Linked DNA regions of Sus scrofa: region 1 is linked to region 2. Evidence: chromatin contacts called from public Hi-C data. All regions are on one chromosome and are shown on one strand. The core of a region is the stretch at or near the end of the contact, and the rest is flanking DNA. Distances in the headings are between cores, read along the strand shown.

Evidence for each region. A called contact is a pair of places that touch in the nucleus more often than the background predicts.
Region 1: a contact with region 2 is called in a Hi-C map of retroperitoneal adipose tissue, with 2.2 times the contacts expected there. The contact joins two enhancer-like sites. A contact is called at or near these places in 7 of 47 Hi-C or Micro-C datasets (embryonic fibroblasts, epiblast stem cells, fetal skeletal muscle and 4 more).

Annotation. Positions count from the first base shown.
Region 1 is chr1:147,807,595-147,812,647 of Sscrofa11.1, reverse strand. It overlaps LOC106509046 (a long non-coding RNA gene), which reads left to right. Exons shown (of 4, transcript XR_001306261.2): 4 at 4,968-5,053. Among named protein-coding and RNA genes, the nearest start is that of ZNF236, 28 kb to the right of the region's middle. Within about 2 kb of position 3,042, at least 13 of the 83 cell types and tissues checked have an H3K27ac peak or open chromatin away from gene starts, as enhancers often do. A contact at or near this core is called in retroperitoneal adipose tissue, where this site is marked.
Region 2 is chr1:147,483,186-147,488,782 of Sscrofa11.1, reverse strand. No RefSeq gene overlaps it. Among named protein-coding and RNA genes, the nearest start is that of GALR1, 19 kb to the right of the region's middle. Within about 2 kb of position 3,377, at least 3 of the 83 cell types and tissues checked have an H3K27ac peak or open chromatin away from gene starts, as enhancers often do. A contact at or near this core is called in retroperitoneal adipose tissue, where this site is marked.

The DNA of each region.
Region 1 (5,053 bases), core at 1,793-4,292, 320 kb before region 2:
TGTTACTTCAGAGAGAGATGTTAATTGTTAATATACAAATGTAAAACCAAGCAACACCAGTCCTTCTGGGGTGAGTTCAGTGGTGGCAGGAGAGCAAATGCCTTTAGCTGTGCCATCAGAGAAAGGAGATCCCCAGCTGAGACTGGAGAAGGAGGGTCATGGGTGTAGAACTGAGACCTTCCTAGGGCTTCCAGCTGTTCCCCTCTGCGGGCCCCTCCTCACCCGCAGCTGATGGACTCCCCGGACTCCCTGTGGACCAGGAGATGGCAGGTGCTCTCCCCCACCCAAAGCTCAGCCTGGGGCCCGCAGCACACCCACCTCCACCCCAGCCAGACGCCCAAGGCAATCAGTTGAAATTGTTTCTCTTGAGAATTGTCAGGACATTGGTCAGTCATTCTCTAGCATCTAACTTTGCTTTTGACAAGTTCGATGTCATTCTGAGCTCTGAACTTTTTAAAAGTCACTGGTGTTTTTTTCCACCTTCTCTTTCTTCTGGGGAAATCCTGGGCCCTGTCTTTATCACCACCGAGGACACCGATTAAAGAAATAGGCCTTGAAACTTTCTTCAGCTCCCTACACTGTCTTTTCTCTCCTCAGGGTTCTTTTTTCTCTCTGTTTTGTTTCTGCCTTTCATGCTGGAATATTTCCCAAAACATCTGGCTGTCTCTGGTTGTCCATGTTTAACAAGAGGACATGATCAGAAGAGGGTAGGTTAGGAGTTCCTACCCTCATGGCTCAGTGGTTAACAAACTCAACTGGTATCCATGAGGATGCAGGTTCGATCCCTGGCCTTGCTCAGTGGGTTAAGGATCCAGTGTTGCCGTGAGTTGTGGTGCAGGTTGCAGAAGCGACTTGGATCCCACGTTGCTGTGGCTGTGGTGTAGGCTGGCAGCTACAGCTCTGATTTGACCCCTAGTCTAGGAACTTTTATGTGCCACAGGTGCTACCTTAAAAAGACAAGAGAGGAATTCCCGTCGTGGCGCAGTGGTTAACGAATCCGACTAGGAACCATGAGGTTGCGGGTTCGGTCCCTGCCCTGGCTCAGTGGGTTAACGATCCAGCGCTGCCATGAGCTGTGATGCAGGTTGCAGACGAGGCTCGGATCCCGCTTTGCTGTGGCTCTGGTGTAGGCCAGTGGCTACAGCTCCGAATGGACCCCTAGCCTGGGAACCTCCATATGCCGCGGGAGCGGCCCAAAGAAATAGCAAAAAAAAAAAGACAAGAGACAAAAAGAAAAAGAAAGGAAGAAAGAAAGGAAGGAAGGAAGGAAGAAGGAAAGAAGGAAAGAAAGAAAGAAAAAGAAAGAAAGAAAGAAAGAAAGAAAGAAAGAAAGAAAGAAAGAAAGAAAGAAAGAAAGAAAGGGAAAGAAAAGAAAGAAAGAAAAGAAAGAAAGGAAGAAAAAGAAGAAGAGGGAGAGTTAAAGCTGGTGGAAGTTCTGTGGCTGACGTGTGGTGCCCCCTCTAGGGCAGGAGCGGGCAACATGTCCTTTGAAGGCTGGGGTAACATGTATGTTAAGCCCTGTGAGTCTGTGCTGCAACTACTGCACCCCCATTACACCGCTACAGTGCCTGTCCCCTCCATAGCGGACATGAACATAAAAGAGTGTGGCTGTGTTCCAGTAAAACTTTATTCACAAGAGCGGGCAGCAGGCCAGCTCCTGGCAGAGGGCCTTGTCCGTGCCCTTGGTGGTGCCAGAGACTGAGCTCGGAGTTGGGTTCTGCAGAGAAGAGCCCACAGGTCTTCCGTGAGGGGTGGGATGGGGAAGAATTGGGTGAGGAGTTGTTGGTCCACAAGTTGAACGAGCAGGACTGGGGGTTCCTGTGAACCAGCCTGTTTTCAGGGTTAGCCTTTGACATCCTTGCCGAGGTAGACACTAAGGATTTCACACGCCAAGGGCTTCCTGTCAGCTTCCCATTCAGCAGCCGATGTTGAAATTTTTTCCACTTATCAAGACAAGGACCTTCATTCACTTACTTTCCATCTCCCAGCTGTATCATCACTTTATTGTTTCTGTTTGCTTTGTTCTCATGAGTTTATAACTTTTTCCCCTTTATGGTCATTTTGGTAGGACTTGAGGAGGAGGCTGCCAAAGCATCATGTGTTTTGCATGTTGACAGAGGCCCTGGGGAGAATGGGGTTGGGGGAGGAGACATTTCAAAAGAAAAGAAAACAAAATGGGAAAGAAAAGAGGGCAGAGGCCAGGAAGGAAAACATTTGCTTTTGGTTTTCCCCCCCTAAACAGAGAAATGAAACATTGAAGCCTCTCTTAAGTTAACCTTCATTCTCCTTCCATTTTTTGAAAAAAGTAAGAAATAAGATAATAAACAGCATTGAGAAATATATTTTGCATTACAGATGGGGGCTGACATATACAGAGAGGTTTCTCTAACTCACTCTCTCCATGTTTGCGCTCAGAGAAAGCCAAAAAACTTGAACCACACGCAACATGTGACCTGCGGAGACCATTGCTTCTGACAGTAGTTCTGTTTCTGACAATATCGCAGTCTCCTTTTTTTTTTTTTCCCCTTCTTCCCCGTGAAATGCTCCAGCAGGAATCGCGCTGAGATGGGATGCAAAGTAAGCCTGGCTTGCGAATGACATAAGCGTGGGTCACTGCAATCATCTGCAAGGTGGCCTTATTATTCCGGCTGTTCCGAGGGAACACAGTGGTTTCCTCTGAAAGGTTCCCAAATCAGGATTTAATGTCATGATGACTAATTTTATACAGTTAAAATGCCATGGGGGCTCTTTCAGAGTTCAATAATTGAGTTTCAAAGTTCTGCTCTTTAGAGAAAGAAGAAAAAATACTCACGTTCTAGAAACCAAAGCGCAGCATCACATCACCCCCCACGTCTTCCTTTCACCCGTCACACATGTGCATACACACACATACACACACGCAGGCTTGTACAAAGTTCTGCTACCTGACGTGTCGGCAAACAAACTTAAGGTGTCAGTGTGTCTGAAACTGGCTGTGGAGGAAAACTGCAGCCGGGAGCTGGAAACCCAACTTCCTGAGGTGAGGTGATGAGGGTGGAGGAGGTGGGCAGCCCGGTGGGAGCTGCCTGCTGTGTCCTCCTGGCTCCTGGTGCCATGCCTGATCAGGGTCCCTCATTGTCAGGGGTGTCAGCAGGCTGTTTTCGGGGCGGGAGATGGGGGAGGGTGAAGGCAGGGACAAGCTCATTCAGGCTTCAAGCCCAAACCCACCCGCTTGTTATCAGATGTGATCACTGAAAACGAGCTCCGCAGCTTGCTTGAGGTCACCCTAGAAAGCAGTGGAGCAAGGCCCCAAGCCCAGCAGGGTGGCTTTTGGCCCCCAGAGGACCCTAGTGACAGCCCCAGGCGGAAAGGCAGGGGACCACCATGCTTGACTTCCTCTAGGGCAGACGAAGGAGGATGCAGGACTGCAGAGGATCCCAAGTGGGGCACCTGATGGCCCCGCAACGTGGAGGCCCCCAGGGACGCAGCCTGCTCACAGGCCCTCCGTCTGTGCAGCTAAGCAGCGGCATCTTTGTTGACACACACATTGCGGATCTGTGGCCCCACCTGCACGGTGGGAGGCTGGGCTGGATCACCTCTGAGATCCCTGTTGGCTTAAGCTTCTGTAACTCACATGCTTATCATCTTTGGACTTTGTTGTGATCTATTGCTCTTTTAAATTATTTTCTATGAAAAACGATACAGACTTTGGGGAGTTCCTGTCATGGCTCAGCAGTAAGGAACCCAACTAGTTTCCACGGGGATTGTGGGTTTGATCCCTGGCCTCTCTCAGTGGGTTAAGGATCTGGTGTTGCCATGAGCTGTGGTGTAGATCACAGACACAGCTCAGATCCTGCGTTGCTGTAGCTTTGGTGTAGGCTGGCAGCTATAGCTCCAATTCAGTCCCTAGCCTGAGAACTTCCATATGCCACAGGCACAGCCCTAAAAAAGAAAAAAAAAGAAGAAAAAAAAAAAAAAAAAGAAAAGAACACAGGCTTTTTTAAAGAGAGAAAATGCAGTCAGATCTCAGGTTATAGAAGTTACAGAAAGTTTTCTACCTGGGCTTCGTTAATATACCAAATAGTCAAATATTAGATCCTTATCAGATATGTGACTTGCACATACTTCTCCCATTCTCTAGGTTGGTTTCTCATTTCCTTGGTATTGTCCTTTGATGCACAAATGTTTTAATTTTGGCTGGGTCCAGTTTATATGTTGTTTTCTTTTGTTGCTGATGCTTTTGGTTTCATAGCTAAGAATCTGTTGGGATTCTGACAGGGACCGCATTGAATATCCCGTCACTCTAGTGGTGTTGACATCAGAACATATCTTGACAGTTGTAAGGCTTTCAGTCCCCCTGCTTTTTGCAACACTGGTAAATCCTTTTTACTCAGATTTCAGTGCTTGCCTGTCTTCTGTTTTAACTCTTTGCATAGTCCTCACTGCCATGCAGTACTTCCCTTCCTTACTTGCATTTCCAGCTGCTTCTGCCCTGTCCTTGTCCATTAGAATGAAAGCTCCCTGATAGCTGGGCTGTGCCTGTTTGCTCGCTGCTTCATCTTGGCATCTGGAATCATGCCAGCACCTGGAAGGTCTGGAAGAAATATTCATAATGATGAATGAATGAGTGAACAAATGAAAACTGGCTGGGCAAACAGAGCAGGTTTGCCAGGGAGTGAAGCTGGAGTGTTACTCTCTCCTGTGGAAGTGACAGCAGTGGGGCCTTGAGCTCCTGACATGCAAATGCTCTGCAGACAAACTTTCTCTCCTACAGCCCTGAGCTTGCTGAATGGGTTCACCTTCAAGCATTAGCTGTAAGAAAGCAGGCAGAACTGAGATCTGTGGTTGTTAAGAATTCCTGAAAGGCACCTGATCGTTCTTGCATTTACATTTCCTTCCATTTTGTTCTAAATTGTGTTTTAGCCATCAATCTGTTGATGCTACTAAAAGCCGAATGAAGCGAAAGGTCTGTTTCTTCCTTACTCTAGAGTCCCTGTGGGAAGATGAGCTGCTTGAATCAAGAGGTTGTAACCAGAGCTCCTTGCCCTCCAGCATGGCCTCACCCGGCTGCCTG
Region 2 (5,597 bases), core at 2,128-4,627:
CTAGAAATTGTAAATTTCCAAGCCCTTTATTAAGCAATTCATATGTTTATTTAAAATTTGAACTCTAGCTGGATAGGTCACATCTTTCACATATCAAATAAGAAAAAACAATCCCCCTTTCATGCCTTTAAATCTGTATAGAAATCTAGTAAGGAGTATCAGTGGCATCCCTGCAGCATCAAGGTGCAGGTTCGGGCCCTGGCCTGGCACAGTAGGTTAAAGGATCTGGTATAGCTACAGTGAAGGTGGCAACTGTGGCTTAGAACTGATCCCTGGCCTGGGAACTCCATATATCACAGGGAGGCCAAAAAGGAACAAAAAAAATCTAGCTGAATTATTCGTCTGTTTTGTTTGGAGCTTATCGGCTCAGCCTGTGTCTGCTCCTCTCTGGGACCCTTTCCTCTGCTTCTGGCTGGCTGGTTGGACTCAGCTCTTTGTCCCTCTGCCTAAGTATGTCACACTCTTTGGAGGATCTCTTCCTTGTTTGCCAGGATTTGTCTTACTCGAGTTCTTGGTACATTTTGGGGGTGGGGTATGGGAGAGAAACCAGGAGCAAAGGTACCCCAGTCTCAAGTTTAATTTAGGTCAAAGACAAGGAGGTGATTCTTTTTTCCCCTTGTCCTTAAAAGAGAAAGCCTATGGCCTCCTTTCTCTCCTACCCATGACCCACCTTCCAAAGAGTCAGTGATCTGCCTTCAAGTTATTTTCAATTTCGCCTTTCAAACTAATGGGGGATTTAGTAATATTAAGGCAATAGAAAATCAGACTGAATTTTCAAATCCTTAAAAAGGAGTTGTTTCCATTGTCTATCTAAAGTATCATAAAAATAAGCACAGTCACTGTGGAGAAAAGTCCACAAGCTTAAAGGTGAGAATGAATGTTCCTGACCTCGGCAAGACTCACTCTCCTGTTGGTCTGGGTCCCAGGTGCTTTGCTGCCAGCCACTCTTATATGCTTCTGACATCTCCTGGGATTATGCAATATGCACGTCTTGTGTCTGGCTCCTTTTACTTAGGATGATGTTTTCAAGGATCTTCAGTTTTGTTTTAAATACTATCTACTATCCCACTGTATAGGCAGACCACATTTTTTGTCTATTATGAATACTACTGTTAGAAACATTCAATTACAAGTTTTCCTGTGAATGTATGCTTTTCTTTTAATTGGGTATATACCTAGGAGTGGAATTATTGCATCACATGGAAACTTGATGTTTAACCATTTGAGGGGAGCTGCCCAAAGCAGCTGCAACATCTTACTTTGTCACCAGTGATGTAAGAGGATTCAGATTCGTCCACATCCTCGCTGATATGTTGCTATATGTCCTCTTGATTTTTGGTTTGTTTGTTTGTTTTTGTCTTTTTAGGGCTGCACCTGTGGCACATGGAGGTTCCCAGGCTAGGGGTGGAATTGGAGCTGTAGCTGCCGGCCTACATCATAGCCACAGCAATGCCAGATCTGAACTGTCTGTGACCTACACCACAGCTCGCCAAAACACCGGATCCTTAACCCACGGAGCGAGGCCAGGAATTGGACCCACAACATCATGGTTCCTAGTCTGATTCGTTCCACTGCGCCACGGCGGGAACTCCCCCATGTGTCTTTTTGATTTTAACCATCCTAGTGGGTGTTACTTTGTACCCTGTGGTTTTGATTTGCTGTCTCGGTTGACAAGTGATATAGAGCCTCTTTTCATGTGTTTATTGGCCGTTTGTACATCTTCTTCGGAGAAACACCTGCCCACATCATTTCCAATATGAAGGATTTTAATTTCTTTTTCTTGCCAAGTTGCCCTCTAGTACAATGTTGAATAGCAGTGGTGAGAGTTGCATTCTTACCTTTTTCAATTCTTACAGAGAAGGCTGTCAGTCTGTCGGTATTACCCATGATGTTAGCAGTGGGTTTTTCCTGAGTGTTCATTATCAGTTTGAGGAAATTTTTTTTTTAAAAGAATATTTTATTTTATTTTATTTTGTCTTTTTGCCATTTCTTGGGCCGCTCCCGTGGCATATGGAGATTCCCAGGCTAGGGGTTGAATCGGAGCTGTAGCCACCAGCCTACGCCAGAGCCACAGCAACGCGGGATCCGAGCCGCGTCTGCAACCTACACCACAGCTCACGGCAACGCTCGATCTTTAACCCACTGAGCAAGGGCAGGGACCGAACCCGCAACCTCATGGATCCTAGTCAGATTCATTAACCACTGCGCCACGACGGGAACTCCAGGAAATTCTTTTATTCCTAGTTTGTTGAGTGTATTTTCAGTCATTAAAGAGGGTTTAATTTTGACAAATGCTTTTTCTGCCCACTTTGCTGTTTGTGCGTGACCTCCACAACAGATGCACAGTGACCAATCACCAACAGGGACTGAAAGAAGCAATGTGATTGGTCGCTGACCACAAGGCACATCTTATTTATGCAGTGATTTGTGGACTGAAGAGCATTAGTGATATTTGCCCTTCATACAGTTACTCACATTTCATTGTTCGCAGTAACTGAAATTTGAATTGGGTTTTAGTTTCGATGGTTAATTTTATGTGTCAGGTTGGCTAGGTCATGGTACCCAGGTATTGGTCAGAGGCCAATCTATATGTTATTGTGATGGTATTTTTTAAGTTGAGATTAACAGTTACATCATTGGAGTTTTGAGTAAAGCAGATTGCATTCCACAGTGAGGGTGGGCCTCGTCCAATGAGCTGAAAGTTCAAGAGGAAAAGCCGAGGCTCCAGGAGAAGGGATTCTGCCTCCGGCTATCTTCAGACTTGCCTGCAATGTCTGCTTTTCCCTGATTCTCCAGCTTGCCAGCCTGCCCTGCAGAGTTTAGAATTGTCAGCTCCTAGATTATATGAGCCAGTGCCTAAAATAAAACACATGTCTCTTTTCCTCTCTCTCCATTCTTCTACCTCTACATCTACACACACACACACACACACACACACACACACACACACACATGCACGCACAAATATAAGCATACACATGTGCCCACATCCTCCTGACTCTGTTTCTCTAAAGGGCCCTGGTTAATACACGGGGGGCGCTGATGTGTAAAGTGTGGTGCCTGACACTTGCGCATAGCAGACCATATAAAGCAATGACTTCCTGTGTCATCTTTGATTTGTTCTTCCAAACTGGGAGAAATGTTCAGAGGCTTCCACTTAGCCTTCCCACTCTGATGGCACCAACCTCACCGACAAAGGCACTGATGGAGGCCTCGGCCCTCTGAGGGGGGACTCAGGGGACACCCCACGTCCCAGCTGTGTACGGGATGCTGGGCGTGGACGGCAGGGGCGTCACCATAAATGGCAGTGGTGCAGACGGCTGTAGATGCAGAACCTGGTTCTCTGGCTGTACTGGAGAGGAGGGGATCTGGACGCGGCAGAGCCAGGGGTGTGCGTGTTCACTGGAGGCCAAGGGAGAGCGATGATCTCGGTGAGGAGCACGGCTTGGAGTCTTATTAAGCCGCAGGGAGTCATCAGCTACTTGGTGCCAAGATTGTGCTGAGAGCAACATAGTCAAATAAGTACTACTTCTTTCCAAAGTAAACTTCTCAGTTAAGTATTTTTTATATTATTTTAACTATTCAGATAAATACTTTTGACAGATAAAGGTTTTTCGGGGATTGACGCTGGCTTTTGGTTTTTAGAAACATCCCCGCCATCAGTAACCACCCGGTTCAGTACGTTGTTTGCACTTCTCTAGAAATTTCTTTGGAACGAACTCAAGGGGGCGCTATAGAACCACTATCGAAAAAGAGCCGGCGGATGGTCTGTCTGTTTTTGTGTGTCATAGAGGCATATTTCAGAAAAATCAGAATTATCCTCTGCTGGCTTTGTCGTGGCAACTACAGATTCAGGGCGTTTTATCAGCTGGGATTGGTGAGTTGTTTGTCAGAGCAGGCAATGAATAGCAATTGATTATATTGGTACCTAGAATAATATTTGAAACTTACAGAATAATTGAACATTTCTTTTTTTATCATTAAAACATTACAAAATATCCACTCAGTTAATAAAATCACACAGTATACGGTTATTTAGTAAAATGTGGAGGATCCCATTGTGCTTTCCCCAGAGGATGGCCTGGGTCCTTCCATATTCACGTACAGACGTGGCTGTAAACATGTAGAAATATTTATGTTCATATATGAGATTTTTTTAAAAACGTGACCAGGCTATACATACTGTCTTGTAAATAGATTTTTTTTTTACTAAGTATATTTCTTGCTGCATTCTCTGTTAGCACAGACTTGGATATGTCATCTTAGTATTTTTCAGTACGCCTTTCCAGTGGGCAGATGGAAGGCCATAGAAGGCATGTATCATAATTACTTTTTCCAGCATAATTTGGTTAGGCATTTAGATAATCTCCAATTTTCTTACTGTTACAAAGTACAGCAGTGAGCATCCTTTCCTATGAAGTCGTTGACCTTTAGTTATTTCTGTAGGAATGACTCCTGAAAGAGGGACAGCCCACTTTGAATCATTGCCCTCACTGAGATCACTCATGAGGCTTATTTCAGAAAAAGGCATGGCCTTTCTTACAATTTACTCTTCCAGCTGAAGTTTAGAACCGTTTTTGTCAAGCTCCCCCATCACTCACCTACAACTCCAAAGACGTTTCGATTGAACGTGCACTGAAATTACAGATTAATTTGGCGGGGGGGGGATTACTAAAGAGGGCTGTCACCATTGTTGTCTGTTGTCTTTTTACACCTGCGTCTAGATACTTGGCATATACAAAGAAATGAGTTCATAAGAAAGCTATGCTTTCTTGTTAATCTTATGTTGAACTACTTTATTTTTTTTATTGAAGTAGAGTTGATTTACAATATTGTATTTGTTTCAGGTTTACAACATAGTGGTTCAACATTTTTATAGATTATATTCCATTTAAAGTTCTTACAAAATAACACCTCTATTTCCCTGTGCCATACAAAGGTATCCTTGTGCTTATTAATGGTTTATACCATCAATGCAGGCCCCTTTTTTTTTGTTGTTTGTTTGTTTGTTTTTTTTTTGTTTTTAGGGCCACACCTGCAGCATATATATGGAATATGGAGGTTCCCAGGCTAGGGGTCCAATCAGAGCTACAGCTGCCAGCATACACCACAGCCACAGCCACACAGGATCCGAGCCACATCTGTAGCCTACACCATAGCTCGTGGCAACACTGGATCCTTAACCCACTGAGCAAGGCCAGGGATCAAACCCACAACCTCATAGTTCCTAGTTGGATTCGTTTCTGCTGCGCCATGATGGGAACTCCACCAGGCCCTTTCTTGGTTGCCTGTGGTCAGCCTTTTTTTCTCTGTGGAAATTGCCATTTTCTCCTTCTATCACAAAATTCTCAGGATGTGTCTAAAGATAAGTGGGTGGGGGGATGTGTTGGGGTTGTGGGATAGAAATCCTATAAAATTGGATTGTGATGATCATCGTACAACTATAAATGTAGTAAATTCATTGAGTAATAAAATAAATAAATAAATAAATAAATACAATAAAATTTCATCTTACTTGAAAAGGGGACCTTTTCAAGATGAAGAATTTTTCTCTTTCAGATATTCTGGACAGGCCCTTTCCATGATTTCTTGGCAAT